Regions from separate parts of the Rattus norvegicus genome. Here region 1 is linked to region 2. The links are chromatin contacts, called in public Hi-C maps. All regions are on one chromosome and are shown on one strand. Each heading gives the region's core, a stretch centred on a gene start, on an enhancer-like site or on the middle of the called end of the contact. The rest is flanking DNA. Distances are from core to core; before and after follow the strand shown.

Evidence for each region. A called contact is a pair of places that touch in the nucleus more often than the background predicts.
Region 1: a Hi-C map of kidney shows a contact between it and region 2, with 1.8 times the contacts expected there. The contact joins the promoter of Esyt1 here to the promoter of Ankrd52 in region 2. A contact is called at or near these places in 2 of 12 Hi-C or Micro-C datasets (kidney and mammary epithelial cells).

The regions. Positions count from the first base shown.
Region 1 is chr7:1,529,195-1,534,247 of GRCr8, reverse strand. It overlaps Esyt1 (extended synaptotagmin 1), which reads left to right and starts at 3,516. Exons shown (of 31, transcript NM_017249.2): 1 at 3,516-3,972. The coding sequence starts at 3,607.
Region 2 is chr7:1,388,770-1,393,909 of GRCr8, reverse strand. Ankrd52 (ankyrin repeat domain 52) reads right to left here and starts at 2,538. Exons shown (of 28, transcript NM_001191875.1): 1 at 2,451-2,538; 2 at 2,048-2,131; 3 at 1,532-1,610; 4 at 1,275-1,345; 5 at 163-363. The coding sequence starts at 2,477.

The DNA of each region.
Region 1 (5,053 bases), core at 2,267-4,766, 140 kb before region 2:
CATGTTCAGTATGTCTCTATAATTACTAAACATTTTAAACACCATGTTTAGATGATCTCTGGAGAGTTTGAGAACCATCCTGCTTAGTATGCTTGATTTTAGGTTTAACCTGGGAAACATTCATAAATCAGGTGTAGGAAGTCCAAGGAGAGAAAGAGTGGACAAATTAAACTCAGCTGAAGGGAAATGAGAGAGAGCGAGAGAGAGCGAGAGCGCGCACATGTAGTGACTGAACTGGCTCGGATGGGTTTGTGCATGGAGAAGCTCTTAGGAAAAAGACAGCACAGGGCAGCTCCAACTCTGTGGAGGGAGAGAGAACTTTTGGAGGGAGCTGAGAGCAGTAGGCTGGGCAGACTGCAACTGAGAGCCGAGAGACAAGAGAACCAGGACGCAGCACAGAGCTGTAGGCGTCTCCTAAGGAGAGGAGAGGAAAGGGTTAAGCTGGGAAGCAGAGTGTTTTATCCGCATGTATGTATGTGCACCGTGTGCATGCCTGGTACTTGCAGATGCCAGGAGAGAGTGCTGGATCCTCTGCGACTGGAGTTACAGCCTGAATCATGGACAGTCGTATGCTGCCCTGTAGGCACCGGTGTCCGTGTTCTATTGCTGCGATGAGACACCACACACCCACAGCAACTCATAAAGCATTTAAGTGAGATCTGCTTACTGTTTAAGGTCCAGTCCATTACCCTCCTGAAGTCAGGGAGCCTGCTGAATGTTAGCCGAGAGTTCTACATCTGGATATTCAGGCAGCAGGAAGGGAGAGACAGACACTCGGCTTGGCTTGAGCTTTTGAAACCCCAAAGTCAACCCCAAGTGACACTTCCTCCACCGAATTCTTCATAAGTATCCCACTCCCTAATGACCCTACACGTAAATGTATGGGCCTATTAAGGTCATTGCTATCAAAACAACTACAGTTAGGACCTGAGTCCAGGTCTAGCAAGAACAGCCGTGTTCTTAACCACTGACCCATCTCTGCAGTCCTACAGTAAATCCATTCTTTATTAGAATTTCTGGGGCTGGAGAGATGGCTCAGTGGTCAGCTCAGTGGTTACAAGCATAGACTACTCTTCCAGAGACCCAGAATTCAAATATCATTGTAGATCACAACTCCAGCTCCAGGGGCATCTGATGTCTCTGGCCTTCTCAGGCACCTGCTCTGGCGTGCACGTATCTACACAGACAAGCATATTCATAATAAAATAATAAAAATAAATCGTTAGCAAAATAATGAAAAAACAAGCCACGACTCCTCTATGGGGCTGCCAGAGGATCAGCAGGTAACAGCACTTTCCATGCAAAGCCTGTTCAGGTCTCTTTAGAGCCTAGGGTGGAGGGACCAAGTCCTGAAGGTTGTCCTCTGAGCTCTACACACACACTCCCTGTAAAGAGAACCAGCTCCAGAAAGTCATCCCTGACCTACACACATACCCCATGTAAGATATAAAATTAAGAATTAAAAGAGGGGTTGGAGATTTAGCTCAGTGGTAGAGCGCTTGCCTAGCAAGTGCAAAGCCTTGGGTTCGGTCCCAGCTCCGAAAAAAAGAAAAAAGAGAAAAAAAAAAAAAGAATTAAAAGAGGCCAAGCTTGGTGGTGTCTACATTTAATCTAAGCACCTGGAGGGAGAGGCAGTTGGATTTCCCTAAGTCTGAAGCCTACGGTCTACATAGTGGAAGCAACTTTGAAAGTTGTGTGTATCACAGGGTACATGGGGAAGTCCGAGGACTACTCAGTTCATCATGTGTGTCTGGGGTGATGAACTTGGGTCATCAGGCTTGGTGACATGTGCCTTCCTCCAGTGAGCTGTTCTACCGCCCTTTATCTTTCGAGAGAGAGTCTTGCTGACGGTGGAACTTGCTAATTAGGCTAGACTGGCAGGGTAGCAAGCCCTAGAAATCCTCCTGTAAGCTTGGGATGTAGGTTCGTGCTGCCACACTCATGTGTGTGCGTGTGCGTGTTGGGGGTGGAAAGCATGGGGTCAAAGTTCAACCTTGAGATGTCAGTACTCACCTTTCTGCTTCTGAGGCAGGATCTCTCTGCTGCTTCATAAGCCAGGTTAGTTGGCCCAGGAGCTTTTGGAGAGCCTCCTATTTCCACCTTCCACTTCCTGAAGGTGCGCAGTGAGAAATCGAATGCCTGAGCTATGGTGTCTGGCTTTTACAGAGGGGGTGGCGGGGATCCGAACTCAGGCTAGTGGGCTTGTGGGGCAATGGCCTTTACCCACTGAGAGATTTTGTTTGTGGTTGCTGGGGATTGAATTAGGTCCTCATGCTTGGGCTATACAGATAGAGCTGTCTTCCCAGCCCGCCCTTTCAGCCTTCCCTCCTTTCTGTATCCCCCCTCCCCTTTGTTTTGTTTTATTTTATTTTTTGCTATTTATCTCAGGCTGCCTTGACCTGCTGGCCTTATGGCTGTGAGCCATCCTGCCTGTCAGCATTTTAGTGTCTTAGAAATTCCCAAGTGTGCTGGCTAGTTTTATATCAACTTGACACGGGCTAGCGTCCCCTGAAAGGAAGGAACCTTGACTGAGACGATCCCTCCATTCGCTCTGTAGGCAATCCTGTAGAGCATTGTCTTAGTTGATTGATGGGGGAAGGACCCGCCAATGGCCTCTGCATCAGTTCTTACCTCCAGGTTCTATCCAGGTTTCCGCACCTGCCTGGACTTCCTTCAGCGATGGACTATGTAAGTCAAAGAAATCCTTTCCTCCCCGACCTGATTTTGGTCAGCATCAGGAAATATTGGAAAATGTAATCGCCGCTGCAGTTGAACACTCCCCCTCTTTAGCCTTAATAAATCCTCTATGATAGAGATGACTATCTCGGAGATTCTAAAATAAAAAGAAAATCTCACTTATCTACTGCTTTTCTCCCCTCTCCCCACTTCTTCAAGATTGGAGTATTAGAATTCTAATGTTCATGCTCCAGCTGTCGCAGACTCGTTCTCTTTCACGGACATGGTAGGGGGATGAGAACAGGACAGATAGGGACACTAGACAGGTTGGTCATTCTAGGCTTTCGTTCTAAATCGAGTGATTTCCCTAACGTTTTGCAAGGGCAGCCAGTTAAAAACTCAAAGAATATTCTTAGAGGCAAAACCGAGCGTTCTCTGGGTACCAAACGTTGGAGAGTTGACAAAGAATATGTAAGATTCAGACCAAACTCTTCCAGACCATCTGAACGCGTGGAAAGAGAAAAACCCCCAACACTAGCTCACTCTGAACTCAGTAATTAGAGTAGCGGCTCTGCATGACGTAACTCCACAGGCGCTCCAATCCCACGTGGGAGGAGCAGCTGCTCCCGCCCCTTAAGTGGGACGCCACGCCCCGTTCTCTCCCCGACCAGTCAAACACTGCCTTTTGGTTTCTTTCCCCCTTTTCCCGCCATCCAGCCCTCCCATCTTGACCCTCTGGTCCAATCACGGAGGCCCTGCCATCCCAAGTCCTCTCTAGCTTCCCAAGTCTACGCGGCGGGCGCAGCCCCAACAGGCAGGGGCGGGGCGGGGCTTGAGGTCCCGGGGGAGCACCATATATTACTGGGGGGAGCCGGAGCAGACACTGAGCTGCCTGCAGCTGCTCGGGCGGGCACTCCTAGAAGCCGCCCCATGGAGCGCTCCCCTGAAGAGGGCGCCGGCCCCGAGCCCTCAGGGCAGTCCCCGGCCACGGACTCCACGCGGGAGCGGGACGGGGGCTCTGGGGTCCCACCTGCCGGCCCAGGTGCGGCGAGCGAGGCCCTGGCGGTGCTGACTTCCTTCGGACGCCGCTTGTTGGTGCTGGTGCCGGTGTACCTGGCAGGGGCAGCGGGTCTTAGCGTGGGTTTCGTGCTTTTCGGCCTCGCCCTCTACCTGGGCTGGCGCCGGGTCCGCGACGGGAAAGAACGGAGCCTGAGGGCAGCGAGGCAGCTGCTGGATGACGAGGAGCGGATCACGGCAGAAACGCTTTATATGAGCCATCGGGAACTACCTGCCTGGGTGAGTTACCACGTCAGCCCTTGGTGCAGTACAGCTCTTCCCAGCCCCTCAGCTCGGGCTCTGCCTCCCTACGAAGTCAGCTCCCCGACTTAGGGCAGCGGCCCCCAGACTTTCCATCGTCCCGTTAGCGCTTGTTTGCTGGGACTCACCGCTCCAGGACGGCCACCCACTCTCCCCGCCCACCCGTGCCGCAGAGCGGATCCTTCCACGGAATCGGGACTTCCTCGGTCTCCTCGGACTACAGCAGTCCGTCTGAGCTGGCGCTCCCAACCAAGCGTGTAGACTGCTCGCTCCTCCCGACTTTTGGTGCCACTCGCGCCTTTGCCGCGCAGCCTCTGGGGATCCCTCCACCCCACCCCCCTTGATGGCTCAGAGGTTCCCTCGCCTCTGCTAGAGCTTTCAAGGCTTTTTATCTACTTAAGGGCATAAGGGTTTTCCGCTTCCTGCCTTGTCCCTAGGTACCCGCTGAGACCCAGCCCTGCAAGCATTGTTCCGCTGAGTCCCAGCACCTGGGAATGACCTACCACAGTCGCCTTCCAGCCTCTAGCTGGCCGGGCTGCTAGACTAAGGGAGGAGGTTCTGGGAAGAGGGTAGCTCGGGCTGCTGTAGTTCCCGCTGCTCCTTTTGACTCGCACCCTGGCGGCCCCACCCTTTTCCGGACTGTGGGCAGCCTTCGCTCGCTTGCTCAGCTGACCCAGGCCCTTATTACTACACCCTGTCTCCTGAGCTGAAACAGAAGCCTCTCCCTGACCTTGCTAAGCTGAGCGTGTTTCCAGCCCCTTTGGGTACCCTCCCTACTCTTCTCACTTAGAGGTGCCAGTTAGGTAGAGAGAGGCTAACACCAGTCACACTTGCTGTGCCCTGGAGAGAAAAAAAAAAGGAAGAGATGGTTCTATGTACCCTAAGCAGTAACTGTAATTGCTACTCCTTCTCATTGGGATCAATCCAACACCTCCCCACCTCAGTGCAGAGCACAGGTGCCCTTTCCCACTCAGGAAGAGAGAGAAAGGAGGTAGGGAGGAAAGGAAGGAGGGGAGAGAGACAGTGCGGAGGCTTGCGCAGGCACCAGCGCACCAGCGCA
Region 2 (5,140 bases), core at 1,289-3,788:
AAAAACAAGCAAACAAAGTCCCCACAAAATCCTCCATCTAACGCAATTCCTCTGGTGCTGGAGCCTAATAACTATCTGAGCTACTCCTGTCCGGCGGGTCTGGAAGCACGTAAGTGAGTAGAAAGGGAGAAGAGGCTGTGCTTAGACGGTAATGCTCCTCACCTCAAGATGCCCACTGTGTACTGCGTGGTGCAGAGCGCTACGGCCGCTCCTGTCAGCCACATTGAGGCTGCTCAACAGAGGTGCCAGAGCCTCGGCACACTTGGTGGCCCGGTTGGCAGCAGCCACATGCAGTGGTGTCTGCCACAGCTTGTCCCGGGCATTCACATCCGCGGAGTGTGCCAGCAGCAGCCCCAGCACCTTCTGTGGAGGAGCAGGGGACAAGAGGAGACAAAGGGGAGCAGGAAGTGAAATGGGAGGGCAGAAGGGAGGGCTGGCAGAGTCACACGCAGTCCATCTTCCTAGCATAGTCTCTCTTCATTTTCTTTACACACCTAGTCTCTGCAAGCCTGCAGTCAGTAGATCTTAACCTCGCTGAGGCAAACAGGGATCTCTCCCCAGCCACTCAGCCCTCCAACCCAGCACCCAAAATCTCCACTCACACTTGCATCCACCCCTAGGCAAATTCACAAGTCCCAAGCTTACTTCCAGGAAAAACAAATGCTCCCACCGTGTTAATGGCAAAAACCACCCTTCCCTTAGCCCTTCCAAAGCTACCAAAATCATATCTATTAACAAACATACTGGATCCTCTCCAAAATCCAATGTGCCTGTTAAACATGTCCCACACCATCCCCCCCTGCACCCCCTAGGCTTTCTACCCTGGGGGCTGGAGTCAAGGAAGTGATGGAGGGTCAAACAGGCCTTGTCTTGGGGGTTGAGGCACAACAGAACAGGATTCCATGTGAGTTTGGCCCCTTAGGCAGTCAACTTAAATGTGGCTCCAGGGGCTAGGACACAAGAATCGCCACTCCCCACCCATCACAAGGAGAGAAATCTCAGTGCCCAGAGGGGGATCAGACTTAAGGTGGCCCCCAGGGAGGGATGAGTCATTCAGGCCTGGCAGCAGGGCCCCCGCAGTCTGCCAGCCCAGTGTTAAGCTCTCCCTGACGTCACATCAGCTGGCAGCACTCAGCCCCCCCTCATCAGCCGTTCTAGGGGCAGGAAGGAGAGGCCAAACTCTGGTCTCCTCCCTGTGTGGGGCAGAAGAGTCTGAGTTTCTCTAGCCCTTCAGCCCATCCTTTTGAAAGGGTGAAATGAGGTAGGGTCTGTACCTCGTTTCGGGAGGCAGCGGCACGATGAAGAGGGGTCAGCCACAGTGTGTCCTTAGCGTTGACATTAGCACCTGTGTGGACACAATTTCCTATTTTGTTGGGATTTGAGGAGGGGGAGGGAAGGAAACCAATCATCAGAATGGGGAACATGAACGGACAGAAAGCCATTCTTGGACCAAGCACCAGCAATCAATCCTCGGATCTAAAGAGACTTCTCCCCTCCCTAGGTGCCGCACCTCCCAGCTCCCCACTTTCACCTGACATCAGTAGCAACTGGAGGATGGGGACATCGCCTACGTAGGCAGCAGCATGCAATGGGGTTCGCCTCTCTTGGTCCTGGAAAGGCAGAAAGGAGAAGCAGCCGTAGAGAGAAATTATCCTGAACGCCAGTTCAAGTATAAGAACTCTAAGTCCTTCCCTTCCTCTAGGTTCTGCAGGGTCTTAAATCCCAATACCAGGCTTCAAAAGCCAGCATCCTGAGAGGGTGGAGTCAGGGCTACAGACCGAGAAACCTACTCCTTCTTCCAGGAGGGGTGGGGGGCGCTGCAGACCCCGATGGTTAAGAAGAGAACACCGGTTTTCTGGGCATCCCCAGAACCCCATGATCGGTGCTCCATGCCTGACCAACGTTAAATGTGGAGCAGGCTCCCATTTCTGGATAGAAAGAGCTGCAGTTTCATCAGAGGAGAAACGGAGCCGCCCCACTTGTGGGGAGGGGTCCCGAACACGGGAGCCCGGATTCCGGCTCGCCATCCTCTCTGCTCCCAACTCACCAGTACATTGATGTTCTCCTTCTGCGAGAGGAGGGAACGCACTTCCTCCACATCTCGGCTAAAGATGGCCTGGACCAGGGGCGGCTGCAGGGAGAACCAGCTTTCAGGGAGCGGGCCCGAGCCACAGAGGAACCGGGAGGTGGGGGAGCACACAGGTTGGAGGGGGGCGTCGCTGGAGGGGCTCCGCTTCAGGGGTCCTGGCTGCAGCGGATTCTGGCCATGCCCCCACCGGTCGCCAGGCCCCCAAGGACACCCGCTCCGAGGAGGGGAGCACGGCATGGGGCGCGGCGGGAGCCGCGGGAACCCCGGGCTCGGGCCCAGCCTAGGCCGCACATCCCCGGGCTCGCGTGGCGGCGGCGCCGGGGCCTGGAAAGAGGAAGTGGGGAAAGGCGGGAGGGCTGACCTGGTCCGTGATGCTGAGGATCCCCATGGCCCGGCCCAGGCTCCGTCCGCATCGAGCTCGCGGCGGCGGCGGCGGCGGCAGCGGCAGCGGCGGCGGCGGCTCCACCGGGGACACGGGGCGGCCCAGGCGGCGGCTGCGGCGGCGGCTGCGGGGAGAGGGCGGCCCCGCCTACCGGGGGGCGGGCGAGCGGGAGCCCGCAGCGCTCCCTGGCGGCGAGCCTTGGCCGGGCCTCGGGGTGCTCGCTGTCCTCACTGGCTGCCCAGGCCTCGGCGCCCTCGCCCCGCGCCAGGACTGCTAGGGCGGCCGGGGTTCGCCCTGCTCCGCGCGCGGGCTCCTCGGCTCTGCCAGCGAACTACGCTGTGCCCTCCGCTGCAGCCGGGCGGCCGGAGGGATCCTCCGCAGGCCCATGGCTCGAAGTCGTGTCTCGCTCCCCCAGTGACTCCGGAGCTCAGGACCAAAACAGTCGGTCGGCTAAGAGCTCACCCAGGCCACAATGCACCGGCAGAGCGGACGCCTTGCGGCCGCCCTCACTCCCCGAAGTCCCCCAGAGAGAGTAGTAACTCGGAGTGTGGCGACCCAAGGTTTACACACGGCCCCAGAACCAGTCTCCACTGGGTAGAAAGAAAATAGCACGATTGCTACGCTGCAGAGAAATCCCAAGAAAGACCCCTGCTTCAGGAAACCTCAGCGAAGAGCAGGACACTTGGCAGCTGGAGAAGGCCTGTAAGCCCAACTCCATAATTACTCCTGCCAGGTTAGGGTAATAACTGCTTCCCCCCCCCCCCCCCGTAAAAAGGCGGTAGAAAGGACCTCCCCCTCATCCATTGGAGAGGTCAAAAGAGGCAGCCAATCAGGGACAATTGGCAGAGGAGAAAAGAAAAGTGAAGATTGATAATGGGTATAATTTTAAAAGATGCTGTAGAGCCAGGCATGAATCATGTATAAGATTCCCGCGCTCTGGAAGCTGAGGCAGGAGGATTGTGTGTTCAAGAACTGTCCTGGCTACGTAGTGAGCCCGAGTCTATCCTATCTTCCTTTGCGTTGCTATGATAACGATGACCAAAAACGAAGAGAAGGAAAGGGTTTAGTTCTTCTTACATTTCCAGGGCACAGTCCATCCTTGAGAAAAGATGGGCAGAAACTCAGACGTGGAAGCAGAGCCTAGGGAGGAGTGCAGCTTTGCCTGCTCACGTTTAACCAGATTTCTTAATCTAAATCCGGACCACCTACCTAGGGATGGTACCACCCACAGTGAGCTGGGCCCTCCTACCTCAATTAGCCTACCAGAAAGTGTTGGAGCTGGGTAGGTGGTTCAGGAGTTGAAGAGCACTGACCACCCTTCCAAAGGGCCCAAGTGTAATCCCCAGCATCCACTTAACAACTGAGAGCGGGTTGTAACTCCCAATTCCACAGATTTTGGTGGCTAAAACATCCATACGTGTAAGATAATAAAGGTAGTTTTCACAGGTGAAGGCAATTTTTTAAATTTTTATTTATTTGTCATTTATTTATTTATTTGTTTATTTATTTTGAGACAGGTTCTCACTATGTAGCTTGCTGTCCTGGAATTCACCATAAAACCAGGCTGGTCCAGACTGGAGCGATGGTTCAGTGGTTAAGAGCACTGACTGCTCTTCCAGAGGTCCTGAGTTCCAATCCCAGCAACCACAGGGTGGCTCACAGCCATCTGTAATGGGATTCGGTGCCCTCTTCTGGTGTGTCTGTAGATAGCTTCACTGTACTCTTAAAAAGATATATTAAAACAAACAAACAAACAAACAAAAAACAAACCAGGCTGGCCTGTAAACCCCAAAGATGCTCCTGCCTCTGCCACCCTAGGGTAGGCAACTTTAGACAATTCTTCAGTTGAGGCTCCCCCTTTACAGATTTCTTAGGGTTGTGTCAAGTTAACAGTAAAAACTAAACAGCACTGTCTATAAGTAAGAAGAAAGAAAGAAAGAAAGAAAGAAAGAAAGAAAGAAAGACAAAATGAGCAAATACTCTCCAATAATAATTAATGATAATAATAATAAATTTGAGAGGGAGGCTGGAGAAATAACTCAGCAGTTAAAAGTGCTTGCTATTTATACAGAGAACCAATGTAGGTGCTGACAACTGTCTGTAACTCCGGCTTTTTGGAGATCTAACACCTTTTGACCTCTCCAGGCACTATACACACTTGGTGTCTTACATGCGTGTACAGAAACATTCATACAGATGAAATAAAAAGTATTTTTAAAAAAATTTTTTTTGGTTCTTTGTTTCGGAGCTGGGGACCGAACCCAGGGCCTTGTGCTTCCTAGGCAAGCGCTCTACCACTGAGCTAAATCCCCAACCCTAAAAATTATTTTTAAATAAAATATAAAAGAGGCTAGGGGTCTAAAGCCTAGCATGTGTGAAGGCTCATGTTCAACCTTCCCCACCACATGGGACCCGTTTTGGAGATATACACCTGTCATCCCAGCCATCCAGGAGGCTGAGGCAGGGCAGCTCAAGTTTAAGTGCTGCCTGAGCTGTATACTGTGTTCAGGGTCAGTATGGGCAATTTAGTGAGGCCCTGTCTCAGAAATCAAACGAGGGCTGAGGGGCTGGAAAGGCCGCTTACCCAGCAAGAGCACTCGCAGCTCATGCACACCAGCAGAGTTGGCTCCCAGTAACCACGCTGGGTGACTGAAACCACCTGTAATTCC